Regions from separate parts of the Anas platyrhynchos genome. Here region 1 is linked to region 2. The links are chromatin contacts, called in public Hi-C maps. All regions are on one chromosome and are shown on one strand. The core of a region is the stretch at or near the end of the contact, and the rest is flanking DNA. Distances in the headings are between cores, read along the strand shown.

Region 1 (7,486 bases), core at 4,395-6,894, 42 kb after region 2:
CCTTGATGTTTGTCTCTTTGGAGGTACCCATTTTTCTTCAGTGAGCTAACAGGATGAATGTATGATTCGGGCTGTGGTGGTAACCAGATGTCCCCTTTGCTGCCAGTTCGGATTCCCCTAGCAGGCAGCAATGAGCTGCAGGGCAGCATCTTGCTAAGAGAATTTCTCACTGCATTACAAGCTCTGGGTCATTGTTATTTGGGCTTCTTCCTGGGACCGCCTTCTCACACAGGGAGCAGCTCCTGGACCCCGATAGTGGCTGCAGCTCTAAGAGCTTACTGCTTGGAGGAGCTGCTCGTGCAGGGCAGCTGCATTGCAGCACAGTCACACTGTCACAGCTGGGATGCAGGAGGATGAGGCAGCTAAAAGACTTGCCATAGGCTGTGCAGGGTGGAACAAGGTGGTTGGGGATAGGAAGATAGGGATTCCCCAGACCCATGTGTACCCAGTAATGTACCTGTTCTGACTGGATCCCATATTTGACCTGCAAAGTATAGAGAAATAGTTATTAATGTTGATTTTCAGTGCATTAATCAAAATAATCACGCAAAGCATCACCACATTAGGAGCTGGTGAAACACAGGAACTTTTCCTTCTTTCTCTTTCCTTCACTACTCTTAATCTGTTATTCAGCTTTACTCCATCTAGCGTCAGTGCTTGGAAATAAGATGTCATCTTGCCTTGCATCCCGCAGCTATTTATATTCTTGGATCCCATGACTCAACTGGGAAATGGTATTCAGGTCCCCCACCTTCAATACTACTTAAGCATTTTCTGATGACTTCGCTAAAGAACTCACAGGAGATTTGTCAGCCAGGGACAGGCTTCTTGTAATTTGTCTCAGTCTTCTTCCTTCTCTGAGAGAAATTTTTTGCATGTGTTTTTTGGAAAGCTGTGCTGAAATTTTCTGCTAACATGAAATTCACTGCGCTAACAGTTCATGTCCATAAGAAATAGTTAAGAGCTGATTTGTATCTTTCTAGCTTGAACTGGGCATAAAGTCCACTGGAGAGCATGTGGTGGGCATATATAGGCTAAAATCAGAGGAAAATCTGTGTTTTCCTGCTTTGCTCTTTCTTTCCTTGTTTATTTCTCCAGTTTGGGGCTGGGGTGCATCAGGACCATCCTGTAGTGCTTCCATGGCTGAACTCCCTCCTTGCTCCCTGCTTTACCCAGCCCTGGGGGAGCTTCCAGGGCGTCCAGAGAAGAGGTCTGCTGGGGCACAAGGAGAGGAGCCCACGGGCCAGATCAGAGGCTGCTAGTGGCTGTCTCAGCCCTCTTTTGCCTCCGCCAGGCTGGCACTTCACAGACAAAGTAATTACATGTAGTGACACTGCTCCTTTGGGTCCAGCAGCAGTATTTTTCAGCTTGCTCCTAACAGTTTGTATCAGCTCTTCCCAGAGAGATGAGGGAGTTGAAAACAGAATCAAAAGACCCAATGTGTGCAGTACTGTTGAACTTGTCAACATTTCTTCACACACACAAAAAGGAACTCACAGGTTTAAGCATGTGATCTAAGTGACACAAATTTCTGCCTGTCTGGAACTGTAGCCATTTTAACAAACAAACAAACAAACAAAAAACCAATTTCCCCCTCTTGTTCTGACTATGACAACGGATCAATAATAGATTAATGCAGAATGAGGCCAATGCAGAGTGATCTGAGCTAACTGGAGTGAATCAGCAAGTGGTTAGGTCTGGGGACGCTCACCTGATCCCTTCCCCTGCCTGTGTTTGGGAGAGAAAGCGGCAGGGAGCTGCTGGGACAGGCCTTGTCTTCCAGCACCATTCTGAAGAGACTGCCTACCTCACCCTAAGTAACTAATTCACCACGTACAAAAGGAGCAGAGAATAGACTGCCTGGGAGGCTGATGCTCCTGTCCGTGTAGCCCAGTATAGTTGGTAAGTCACTTAAAAAGAATGGCTTTCTTGCTGATGCTCCCAGGCTGCCTTCACACAATCGACAATGCCAGCTGCTGCACAGAAGGATGGTCCAGCCTTCTTCAGCACCTTGGCTATAAAATCCCACCATTTCCCTTCCACTGGATGTCCTTGAACAGGCAGATCTCTCTGAAAATTATGTTTGTTATGCCATGCAGGTTTTCAGCCAGGCCTGTTCTGTGAAAGGCAATATGTGGCTGCCTGACCAGAACACGCAGCTGTACTGGGAGCAAATGGGGAGCAGAGCAGGACTGACCCTGGGAACAAGACTGTCCTTTGGGAACAGCTCATGCTTTCTTCTCCTCCAGGGAGCAGTGAAAGCTCACTTAAATAAACCAGCTCACAAAGACTTGAAAAGCAGTATTGCCACCTAAAGTGTAGCTGTTCCCAGCTCCCACCCTGCTCCTCCACCTCTCCTGTGTCAGTACAAGCAATGCGATGCCTGTGTAGTAAATCAACAAAAATTAACCTGTGGGTCAGGTGTTGTTTTTAATGCACCAAAAATGACCTTATTACTTTTCAGCCAATGTTCTTCTGTCTTTTTCTATTTATAAACCCATACAAATTTTCAGTTGAAGCTGTGGTCCTCTGTGAAATGTATTTAAGCTCAGTTTAAACCTGTATGAAAAGTCTTTAGGTCCTTAAACTTCTGTGAACCCCTCAGAAACAGTCCATGGATCCCCAAGCATATGTAGCCTTTTGTGTTGCATTTAGTGATATTGCTCACTTCTTTCAGCTCTCTGACACCAGGCTGTTAAGTTTTGGTACCTAGCCAGACCCGGTACAGAAATGCACATGGAGAATGAAGGTGGGTGGTTATAAGCAGCAATCAGAAGAAAGACAGATTTAGCTTTGCTGATACCTGGTACTGGTTCTTCAGGGCAGAACTTTATGAGATTAAGAGATCAGGGAATGGAAATAAACTGACCTGACACACTATATACATGATCTTAAAAAAGGACTTATAAATAATATTATTTTTTCATAAGTCACTGGGAAAAGGTTTGTAGGAATCCATCTGAAATTAGAGAGTCCTCTTTTGATGTTCAGTGTGAATTTATCCAGAAATTCAATAGGATACAGTGCCTTCTGTGAGTCAGAATATGCAGGAGCTCTGATTGATGCTGTTCTTTTCTGGTTGAGACCTCTGGCATGCTAAGCCTCCCGCTTCAGAGGTCTTGATTTAGTTTGTTTTTAAATCTCTGTCTAAGCTATGACAGCAGCTTTCATTGCTAGCTAATCTCATGTTGTCACCTCTCTGCCTTGCCCTAGTCAGCACAAAGCTGCTTGCTCTGGGTGGTGGATGGGCTCTCCCTGGGAGCAGGAGCCCTCTGCCCTGTGGTGTCCAGGGTCTGAGTTACCCCAGGTGCATGTTGGCAGCAGCCAAGATAAGTCTTCCAGAAACACTTCTGAACTTTTATCCAGATTTGCAGCAGCTCCAGGCAAAGGCAGAGTACTCAGTTATTGCTGGAGTCAGTGACACCAGCAAGTTTGACAGCAGAGACCATGATGGCTGTGGAAGGAATTGCCTCTGACAGGTGTCTGAATATTACCAGGAAAGCATTCTCCTGACTCAGCAGGTTTGGGACCAACTCTTACAATCAAATGACTTAGAGCTATTCAAGACTAGCCTCAAACAGTTGTGCAGAGGAGGAGGAAGGAATAAGGATTCCTCCCCATTTGGCAGCTGTGAAAAGGTCAACTGCAAATGCAGCCCCCAGATCTGATGAGAGCACAAGCGTCCTGGGGCAGATGCTCTCCCAGAGAATGTGGAAAGTGGCCAGGAAGGAGCGAAAAATAGCCAGAAGTGTGGCTCTGCCCATCAGGCTCATAGCTGGCATCAGTGCAGTATCCTGGAAAGGGGCTTAATGAATTAATCTCACCCGAACAGTCTGGGCTATATGTATGTGTATATATAACACTGCCTCTCTGTGTATGTGTCTGTATATGAAGTAGTCCTGCCATTCAAAAATGGTGCTGAAAGGAATTGAGGGTCTGAAGATTACCTATAGAATAGCTTAGTGCTGCTTTTTAAAGTCTGGTGTTCTCAGCACAGTGTAAAGCTTAGTGTCCTTGCTTTTGAAGTGTGCAATAATAAAGATTAATTTCATTTTATGGAAAGGGTAACCTGAGCCAAAGTAACTTGCCCAAGGTTGTTCAGAAGAACAAGTTCTGCTAGACAAGAAAGTGACAGAATCAGGTAGAAAAGCCAATTTATTATCCTGTTTATTGGTGACCATTGCCTTAACACAGAACAGGTATTTACGGTTTGTTTCTGGAAATATATATTTGCAAGAAAGTTTAGACAGACATTTTTGCTGAGATCACTTTTTGTGTCTTTGTTGGCTCTGTTTTTCCTTATTTGTAAACCTCTAATTATTTATGAAAACCATATATTGACCTGATGATTGGGTTCTATAGAGAATGTAAGAATGGGACAATGAAAGGCTTCTGGAGGAAAAAATGAGTGGTAAGGGAAACAACAGTTCAGGGTATATATTGCTGAGTGATGAGAGAAAACATTCAAACTGGTGACCCCAGAGGTGTCAAAGATTCTACTGAATGACTGATTTTCTCCAGGAAAAGACACTGGGTATCAGAGTTTAAAAGGAATATTCCTAGCAGAAGAAAAGAGAAGCTTGTTTTAGGAAAATAATGATAGATGCAGGCACCTCAGGGACTCTAGGGAAGTTAGGCCTGCCTGGACTACTGACAATTCAGAGAGAATGGGTGGATGAAGGTTATGGCTAATTCTTTTCCCTCTGGTGCCTCACTACTGTTGTTACCAGATGTTTACAAATATGCATGAGAAAGCTACTTTGAAGTGGTCTCAGCTTCTGTAGAGAGGAACTGCAGCACCGATTGGTAACATATACAAAGATGTCTGAATAAATCCTGTAATAACTTCTTAATGGGAGCCTTAGCATGAAGGCCACAGCTTGAATGAAATGCTACATATGAGCTAGCCTTGTACTAGGTATTTCTAAGCTGAAAAGTGAAATACCTCATGACTGGGAAACATCTCCAAATGTCAGATCAGTGCAAAGAAAATGTCTACTTCCAAGCTGACATATTTCCGCAGGAGAAAATTACTTCACTGAAAAGTAATTAAAGTTCACTAAAGTTGCTGTAGTGTGGCTTAAAACAACCAATGCCCATCCCTGTTTCATCTTCTCTTTGTAAAAAAATCTTCTCTGGAGAAGACATCGTAGTTACTCTGATTAGTAACTGTATAAAAGAGAGTTGCTTTGCAGATATATTTTTAGCATCTTGCTATTTCATGTACTTTTCCCATGAACTTGCCTATAGTACAGCAGCGGTATGTGTTTGCATCTTAAGCAGATACAATTTCAATGGATAGTAGAGCGACCGAGACAGTATCCCTCCCTGGCTGCAGAGCGAATGTATAGTGTTACATGTGAATAGCTGATGCAGTATCTGAGTTGCTGCGATGCATTTCAGCGCCCGGCATCTTGTGTAGTCTCTGTTCTAGGTCTTAATCCTTTTTCCTTGAGCACTGCTCTTTCAGTGACACATTTGGACAAGGGCAAGGTCTCTTCTAAAATGTGTATTTACTTAACAATTTTGATTTGTGAACTTTGACCCCATTTTCCAAAGGTCTCCTCCTTGTGGCTTTTTCACAGAGGCTTTCTGTACCCTAACATCAGAGCAAGGTCTCCAGCTAGCTTTGTGAGCTCAGACTCCAGTGATTAGCGTATCTTTGATTTGCAGCTAATAGTATCTGTGGTATGACTCATGTCTACTTGATTGGCTTCCTGTCTGGCAAATGATGCATTCCACAGTTCACAGCATTATAGGCCAATCTGGACTATTTAGATCAAAAGGAAACTAAGAACTGTTCTCCGCTCCTAATAGGAGACTTTTTGTTCTGACTCTCAGCCTGCTTGAAAGCTCTGAAATGTTTAGATCAGCTCTGTTATGTTTGCAGTTTCTGCCTGTCTGTGCAGCTGGTTATAGGTGCAAACATGACAAAATGATAGGAAAAAGGATCTTAACTCAAACATATTGGTGGTGATGGTTCTGCAATCTATACATTTTCTGTAAGAAACTGCACCTCAACATTCACACTTGCACTTAATTGTCCAAACCTAGTTTTTGTCATGCCATCCATCTCTGATATTTATATTTTCCAAGTGGATGGTTTCACTTCCTGTTAATCCATAGCAATATTTTTAGAGTTAGACGTTGTGGAGACCAGAGGCTTTCAAGATGAGATGACTGTTTCTCCTTAGTTTCAGAGAGGGAGTTTAAATGGAAGCAATGAGCCATGACTTTGAACTCTGTGTCATCAGCCTCAAAGGGTATAATTTCACAGGGGCTTCAAGAGTTACCTCAGCTGAAGGCCCTTTGCAGATTGCCAGCAGCTTGGAGAGTCACACACAGTTTGTATGAAACACTTGTTGCACTCTTCAATTGTTGTTCTCTTGTTAAACAGGAATGTCCAGTGAAGAATGGCAGGCCCGTCACTGTAGGCTCCACTCATTGAACTGAAACTGAGGTTGCTAAAACTAAATATGATGTTCTGTACATTGTCTTCTATAGAACACCTTTGGGCTGGAGATGCAAGTGGTTGTGGGCTGCACACCAGCATCCTGGATTTCCATGGGAATTGTGGATAACCCTCATGCACATGAGGAATACACTGTCATGTGCCATTATGAAATGTACTACTGGTGAAGAAACATCCTGTTTCATGAAGATGTGGGAAGAAAGGAGAATTTTCTTTCATGGAGCTGGTTTTAATTATTGTCTTTAAGTATATTACCATCCAGATCTTGCTCACTGCATGACTCTCAGTTACAAAAATCTAACATAACCAGAAAGGTGCATTGCTTGTGCCTGGAGTGCACAGATATGTCAGGATAAGGAAATAAGAGGGCTTTCCCTGTCAGTAGGCATGGCCTGCTACAACCCATTGGGAGAGCTCCGCTAGCTGAGGATAATGCAAGGGCTATAACACTCAGCTGAGTTGTTTTCATTCAAAAAGAACCTTAGAGATGAACCTAGTTTAGTTCCAAGCCCTCTGCCATTTGCTCTGACTTGCAAGATTACCTTGTGTTTCACAGGGCAAGTTCAGCAAAGAAGAGTCAGTCACTTGGAAGAAATCCAGTGGTAAAACTCAAGAGAACATCTAGATATCGCTTCAGATATCAAAAGAAAATCAGCACTATACTTGGCACTGGGCCTGTGCAGCTCCCAAGCTCCTTCTGTCCTCTCATGTATCAGTACAGTTTGTGCGTTGCGTTTAAAACCTGATCTTATGCTGAATGACTTCCATGGGGGCCTGCAGAACCCAGAGAATTGCATGAGGAGTTTTGGTATGTGTTGTTCCCCAGGATGTATTGAGGAAACAGATTAGTTTTTGCTACTACAGCAAGCTTAAAATGCATGCCTTTTCCTTTTTAGTATACATTCTCTGTCTCTCCATCCTTCTCCTTGTCTCTGCATGCCTCTTTCTTTGTCTCCTTCTGTCAAAATAAATCTGGCTGCCATACACTGTAGTTAACTCAAAATATTGCCAGCA
Region 2 (6,748 bases), core at 2,198-4,697:
TTTATCTGACTGCCATGTTCAATTTTTTCACTAGTTTTGACTCTCATCTTTTCAATCAGTCTCATTTTTCCCCTATCTTTGGGTTCTCTAACAATCTTGATTTCCTTTGATTTCCTCCCCCACTTTTTTTTTTTTTCCTTAGTTCTAAGTTTGTCCTAGTAGCTAATAAAGAAGGAAAAAGAAAAAACATTCAGGGAAAAATGAAAACTGCTGAGCTGTCTCTGTAAATTTTTGGTGTGGTGTAATGGCTGGTCAGGGTCACAAAACAAAGATCTTTCAAGAATAACATGAAAGTTTCAGTTTGTACTGACCTCGCCTGAACTCTCTGTAGCTTTATTTTGACTTCCCTTACATCCGAGTGTGGGTTAGAATGAATACAGTGATTATCCCATGAAAATGCACCAAAAAATACACTAGTTTAGGATCTAGGACATGCTATACTTGGCACTGAATTGGTGCTAAAAAGATACTATGAGAAATAGTATCTGTGATACCAAGCAATACTGGATTTGAACTACATGGCCAGAAACGTGTTTTATGTCACTGAAAACTGGGAAACAGATGTTCTTTTGCATTATGAGGCATCCCTCTTTAATCTTTTTTGTTTGTAAAGTACTTTTGTCATCTTTCCTTTACTGCCATTCCAGCACAGTTTATATCTCAAGAAGCTCATACACTGGAAATCAGCTTTATACTACCACACAATCAAAAACTTCTGGCAGTCAGTGGTATGTAAAGGAACAGTGATTAATGACTGCAGCAGAAGTAGCGTTTTTCCCATCACTCGGAGTCTTCAGCTAGGATTAGACTGTGGGCCAAAAAAACATGCTTCTGAGCCTCACTCCTGGTTCTGGGTGCAGGAATTATTGGGTAACATTGTGTGCTTTATGTAGTTGGATGGCTTATGTCATTACCAGCTGTAACAGGTATTGGGAAACCCAACAGGATTCTCCAGAAAGCAATTCAGAGCCTCATGAAAAGGCTTGTCACTGAAGCAGGACCTACAGCGAGAGAGCACAGGTGGATCTCCCCTGTCATGCATGGCAGATGTTGGCTTTCAAGTACATCCATGAGTCATGGACCTGGGACTCTTTATCTTCATGCAGGCATTTTGGAAAACATTACTCATCTTCAGCATACACAGCAAAACCAAAACAGAACTGGTGCCTTGGGTTATAGTAGAGAATTGTAATCTCCTACCTGTTCTGGGGGCATTTCACCAGGTAATGCTTCACTGTTAAAGAAAAGAAAGAAAGAAAATGTGGCTTCACACTGGTACAGTTTATGGATTACAAATGGACACTGCAGGTAGACCTACGCTCCTGGGACTGTGGAGGAGCCAGGTTGTCACACTGGGAGAGCTGCTAACGATCACCATATTTTGTGAATTAAAATGTAGTCAGGTTCAAAGACAGCTACACTTGGGAGAGGGAAATGCATCAAATAGCAAAAATCTGCTGTGGAAGTGCTGGGCAGCTCACATTCCAGTGGTCAGCCCTGGTCAGCCCAGACAAGAGACATCTTGCTAAGGAGAGGCACAGCAGGCCAGTAATTTTACTTTGAGGACTTTCATTTCCCTTGTGGTGCCTCTGTTTATTTCCAGAAGCCTGAAATAAACCATGCAGCTACAGGAGCTGCTGCTGTTCCTAATGTAGGCTAGCCTGAAGCCTCAGGCATTTAGGGGTTGCCTCCTGGGATCAGACTGGAAGTCCAGTCTGGCCAGTGCCATCTCTGACTGCATGAGTGTGAGCTGTGTAAGTCCTCCTGCTTCATAATGCTGTGAATCAGTAGCCCGAGCAAGGGCAGCTTCCCTCCTGCAGCCTTTCAGGAGCCAGGGTTATTAAGATGCTCTTCTGTGGCTTGGCTCTGCCCAAGCTGCATCGCATGGAGAGATGCAGGCAGGAGGAGAGGCTTTGGCTCTTCTAGTTAAACTAGAACCAATTTATTTCTCTAAAACAAAAGAGGGAGCAGCCCCGAGTCGTGGTGTGAAGTGTAATGTAACATAGGTAACCCCCTGCATCTTAATTTTCTCCATTCTTTAAAAGGCTTTGAAAACCAGACAATGGGGCACTTACAGAATTATGCCCCTTTGTGCAGGAAAACTTTCACATTTGGACTTACCTGAAGTATCCCTTATAAGAAAGCTGAATAGTTCCTTACAGGCTGTATTTTGGACTTAAATACATACGGTGTTAGGGCTGAGGAAGCTGGAGAGGGGATGGTGGGAGAGTGGACAGAGCTGTTGGTGTCTCCATGATTTTCTTCAGGTGTGTTCATGAAGAACACATGGGTGGGGTGACTGGAAACAGTAATTTTTCTCATGGAGATTTACCCAGCAGGTGAGGTATGGAGATGGTTTTGGTTCTCTTGGGCCCTGAGGGGAACAGGAGAGTCAGGTATCTCTCGGAGGGCCTCTGAGGAAGATGGTGTGGCAATCACCACGCTGAAGGTGGCAGAAGGCTGTGCCTGGAGCTGGCCTGAAGGCTCGGGGTGAAGCTCTTGGAGATTGCCGTGTTGTGCCCTGCTCCCTTCCTCAATGACTAGCTTCAGGATTTTGCTGAAGGTTCCTTTCATCTGAACACTAGGATCTGCCCACTCCAGCCCAGGATGGAGGTACAGAGTACCACAGATGGAAAGAAGGTAAGATAACACTTTTTGAGGAAAAGTGCTTTATTCTAACAGTCTGAAGGAGAGAGCACTGCTGCTTTAATTCCCTGCTGCTTAACTGAATGCTGAGCTGATTAACGTTGCTTTGGGAGAATGCTCTGACCAGCTGGCCCTAGGCAAAAGGCCTATAGATAGATAAAATCTGTTGAATACCGAGTGCCATCTATTAAGCTTTATTCTGTTATATTTCCATTGAAACCATAAGTTTAATGCTGCCAGTGTTTACTGGATAGTGTACAAAATCCAAATAAAAAATTGTTTAAGACTTCAATTATTCAGATATTAGAGTAGTGAAGAAAGGGTTTAGCTCAGAATAAATTATTTTTGTCTGTTGTATATGCTTATTCTATATTCTGTTTATAATTATCTTGTGTTGGCTGGATGTGAAGAGAGCTCTAACCTGGTCATTCACTTGTGCTACTGTAAATAAACACAAACAGAAGCAAAATCTAGCCCAATGTCTTTTAGAGAAAAAACAGGATAAATCAGTGTGTCTAGTGTTTGTGGCTTCAGGGTGACTCACCATGACCAACACACTTAAGTGTGGGTACTCCCTTGGCACAAAGCATTTGTCATCACTTACCAGGGTAGGAAGAATAACATTGATCCTATTTCTTCCTCTTGGCAAGCACAGTTCTTTGGTTCAGATAGACCTGGAGTTTACTCTACTGAGGGCACTACCAGGAAAACAGAGCCACAGCTTGAAATACTGTTGTGGTCAGGCAAGGACTTCTGTACACATCTATGTTTTGGCTTACGTGTCTTCTTCCTTGTGTATCTGAGTCATGCATTCCTTTGTGGTATGTGTGTAGTGCTGAAGAGGCAACAAGTCACGATTCTCTCCTGTCATTCACAGGACAAATCACTAACCAAACTCTTTTTCAGCTTCTGTTCAGAGATGGTCTTTACACTTTCCTCTAGCATGATGGCTGCTAAACATGCTGGTATTTTAATTATCACAGTGTGAGGTCTCCAAAAAATACCATTCTTAAACTGAAATGAAAGCAGAGCCTGCACTGGTTATTCCACAGATCGGAAATAGCACTTTTAGTTATAACAGGGCTGCTTTCATGCAGGTTTAGCCTCTTTGAAAAACCTGAGAAAGAGAAGGATGAAATGGTAATCCTTGGTCTTGAAAGACTATAGTGAAAATACACATCTGAATGATAAAATGATGCTTTAGGTTCAAAGCACGCTACAAATGAGAGAGTGCTAATAACACCCACACTTTCCCAAGAATGTTGACAGCTTAGTCAGGAATGGATAAGAAAATGGAACAAAAGAAAATTGCTTTGAAGCCCCTTTAAACATGTCTGCAGAAATGTTACTCCTGCAAAATGCTGGCTAGATCTGATCAGAATGCAATTTAATGATGTAGAACTTGGTGGTCTTTGAAGAAAGTCCCAACAACCTGCAATTTATGTTTAAGAAAAGTTGAAGGGTTCTGAAAAAGTACGATGCAAATGTAAAGTGAAATAGCTATTCAAGGGGAACAAAAGGCCTTTGTTCTAGTTACTCTGTGGAAGAAAATTCCATTTTTTTCTGGAAGAAATAAAGCAGTCTTTCCTATTTTATTTTATTTTTTAATTTAAAATAAAAACAAGGAAATACTTTTATTTCCTGCATTTTCTCCATTGTCCTTTCCCGCTCTCCCTCTTTGGTAAGGATCTTGCAGCCAGCAAGAATGACATTTCACTCACCTGTGGATCTCCTCTTGTTCAGAAGTGACTGACAGAGAATGACAAGCGTGAAAAGGAGGACACTGATGATTCCTATTGAGCACACAAACACTGCATACACGTACAGATCTGAAAGGCAAGCACAGGTGATGCTCAATGTTGCTGCTGTACGTTTCATGCTTACAAGATAGAAAAATATTATTTCAACAAGACCTAAATAGAGCGTGACCCAAAAGAATTAGGTAACAGTTCAGAAATAATTAACATTCTTGAAATTTTCATACAATATCCTGTTCAGTTTAAAATTTGGATAAAGTCTCTATAAGCACTAATAGGTGTATTTATGAGGGCTTGCTTTTGGGAGGGAGGAGAAGGCTGGTTTTTTTTGGTAGTTGTTGTTGTAGTGGTGGTTTTTTTTTTTTGTTTGTTTGGGTTTGCTTGTGTGTGTTTTTGGTGTGGCTAACAAAACCAAAAGAACTTCAGTTGGATTATTTCCCAGTTCAAACAGCTGTACTAGTTTAAAAATAAAGACATGAAAACAAATTTTAAAAGTGGCAGTAGGGAGAGATGGGGGAGTGCTGAGTGGCTGAGGAAGAAGGAAGGAAGTCTGTGATTGCTGTTTATTTTTTTATTTTATTATATTATTTTTTTTGGTGGCAGCATTGGCTTGAATTTTTTATCCATACATTTTCTTTATTTTTCAACCTACAGCCTCAGTCTCCCCTTATAGCTGTCAGTCAAGTCCCATAACACATTCCCACTGGAGGGGCCAGCACTTCTACCACAGGAGATCAAGACAGAGTATTTTTTTCAGAAGGCTAAGTCTTTGATGACTTATTTCTGCTTTTACTAGAACTCTAAAAAGAGCACTTCAAGGATGCTCTACCCATTAATGTCTTGAAATGTCCTTAGGGATGTATATTGGCTTCTTTCCCACTTTACAGAGAGGAAACCAAGCCTCAAAGGTCAAGTGTTCTTGTAGAAAATAGCGTTGCTGGAACCAGACCCCTGACCTACAGTTCTGTGCTTCGTTTACATCTCCCCGTACACAGTACAACAATATAGTGTGTAAATTGTGGTTTGAGCAGCAAGGCTCTCTGCAGAATTGAGCAAGCAGTGCTGCCTGTCAGGCAGTGCAGCACAGTGGCTGCAAATGTTGGGCTGGTGCTTCACTGGTGCTCTGGGTTGGGGTGGGAGGAGGTGGAGGAAATCCCAGCTGCATGCAGGTTCTGGATTTCAGCCTCTTGGAATAGATGTTCCCTAATAAACAGAAAATACTGCTTGCCTTGAAACTCCCGGGAGCTTTAAGCTGCTCCCTCAGTGCAGAGCATGGTTTGTGAGCAGTTTCAAAGGCTGGGGGGAGTGCACAGTGCTTGGTATCTCATGCTCAGCACCCTCCTGGATGAGGGTTTGCATTTGCATTGCATGACCAGCCAGGTGCAGGCCACTCTCCCATTGACCATAACAAACATGTAAGAAAGTGGAGCTGAAGACTTCCATTCTCTTTTTGCCAGCACCCATTGTAGTTTGTGGGATGCCTTCTGAGGCAAGGCCTGAGTTTGTACAGGAACATGCAAAACTGGGCCTGTTGGGGGGCGCTTGAGTTGTACTGTAGAGTTTGGCCAAACTAGCATCTTGTATGTAGCAGTTAGATGTGTCTTACCTTCAAAAAACTTCCAAGCTTCATGGTTTTTCTTGAAAGTGGGATCATCAGAAGTTTTTGATGAAATCACTGGTTTAAAAAAAAAAAAAAAAAGAGGACATAACAAGAATTGAAAACACACAGCAGAACATGTTGGGATCACTCAGAGTAAATATAGTTCTGCCTTACACATTGGTGCATCAAGGTCTTACTTGATCTCACAGGACAGTTATCCTTCAATGAAACACTGCAGTTATAAAATGGCATTACTAAAAATATCTTCCATCAAATCTCATCTGCTGTGTCATAACAGCTGTACAACCTGGTACTAGAATCCAAATGCTCTGACTGCTGGATCACCCGCTGTTCAAAACCCTCTCTGCTCTCCCAGCTAGATTGTTTAAGCATGCTGACATATTTAGATGTCATCAGATTAGATGATCTCACTTATGTTAATCCATGATTTCTTATGCTAGCTATCATTACAATGGAAAAGAAGTCTGGTGATGTCCTCCTGGTTGCCTCCAAGAGAGGGTCGTGTGGCAAATCATTACAGAAAAGTATCCCACTAGAAAGGAAATTAATTAAGGCCTGTCCTGTAGGGATGTGATGTGTGGGGCTAACTCAGTGGATATGGAAATGCTTTCAGGAATAATGAAATCTGCTGTTTAGTTGTGATGGGAAGCTTATCCTGAACATTTTTTTTCACAGGTCTAGTGATTTGTTGGGTGAAAGTATCACACGAGTAGATTTTTGGCAA

The links. Hi-C and Micro-C count contacts between places; a contact is called where the count stands out from the background.
Region 1: a contact with region 2 is called in a Hi-C map of skeletal muscle, with 2.2 times the contacts expected there. The contact joins two enhancer-like sites. A contact is called at or near these places in 2 of 8 Hi-C or Micro-C datasets (skeletal muscle and subcutaneous adipose tissue).

What each region holds. Positions count from the first base shown.
Region 1 is chr6:22,612,852-22,620,337 of IASCAAS_PekinDuck_T2T, forward strand. It overlaps TMEM273 (transmembrane protein 273), which reads right to left. Exons shown (of 8, transcript XM_013102120.5): 7 at 458-484. Among named protein-coding and RNA genes, the nearest start is that of TMEM273, 15 kb to the right of the region's middle. Within about 2 kb of position 5,645, at least 2 of the 8 cell types and tissues checked have an H3K27ac peak or open chromatin away from gene starts, as enhancers often do.
Region 2 is chr6:22,572,799-22,579,546 of IASCAAS_PekinDuck_T2T, forward strand. It overlaps VSTM4 (V-set and transmembrane domain containing 4), which reads right to left. Exons shown (of 8, transcript XM_038181084.2): 3 at 6,010-6,078; 4 at 4,368-4,475; 5 at 1,201-1,234. Among named protein-coding and RNA genes, the nearest start is that of VSTM4, 15 kb to the right of the region's middle. Within about 2 kb of position 3,448, at least 4 of the 8 cell types and tissues checked have an H3K27ac peak or open chromatin away from gene starts, as enhancers often do.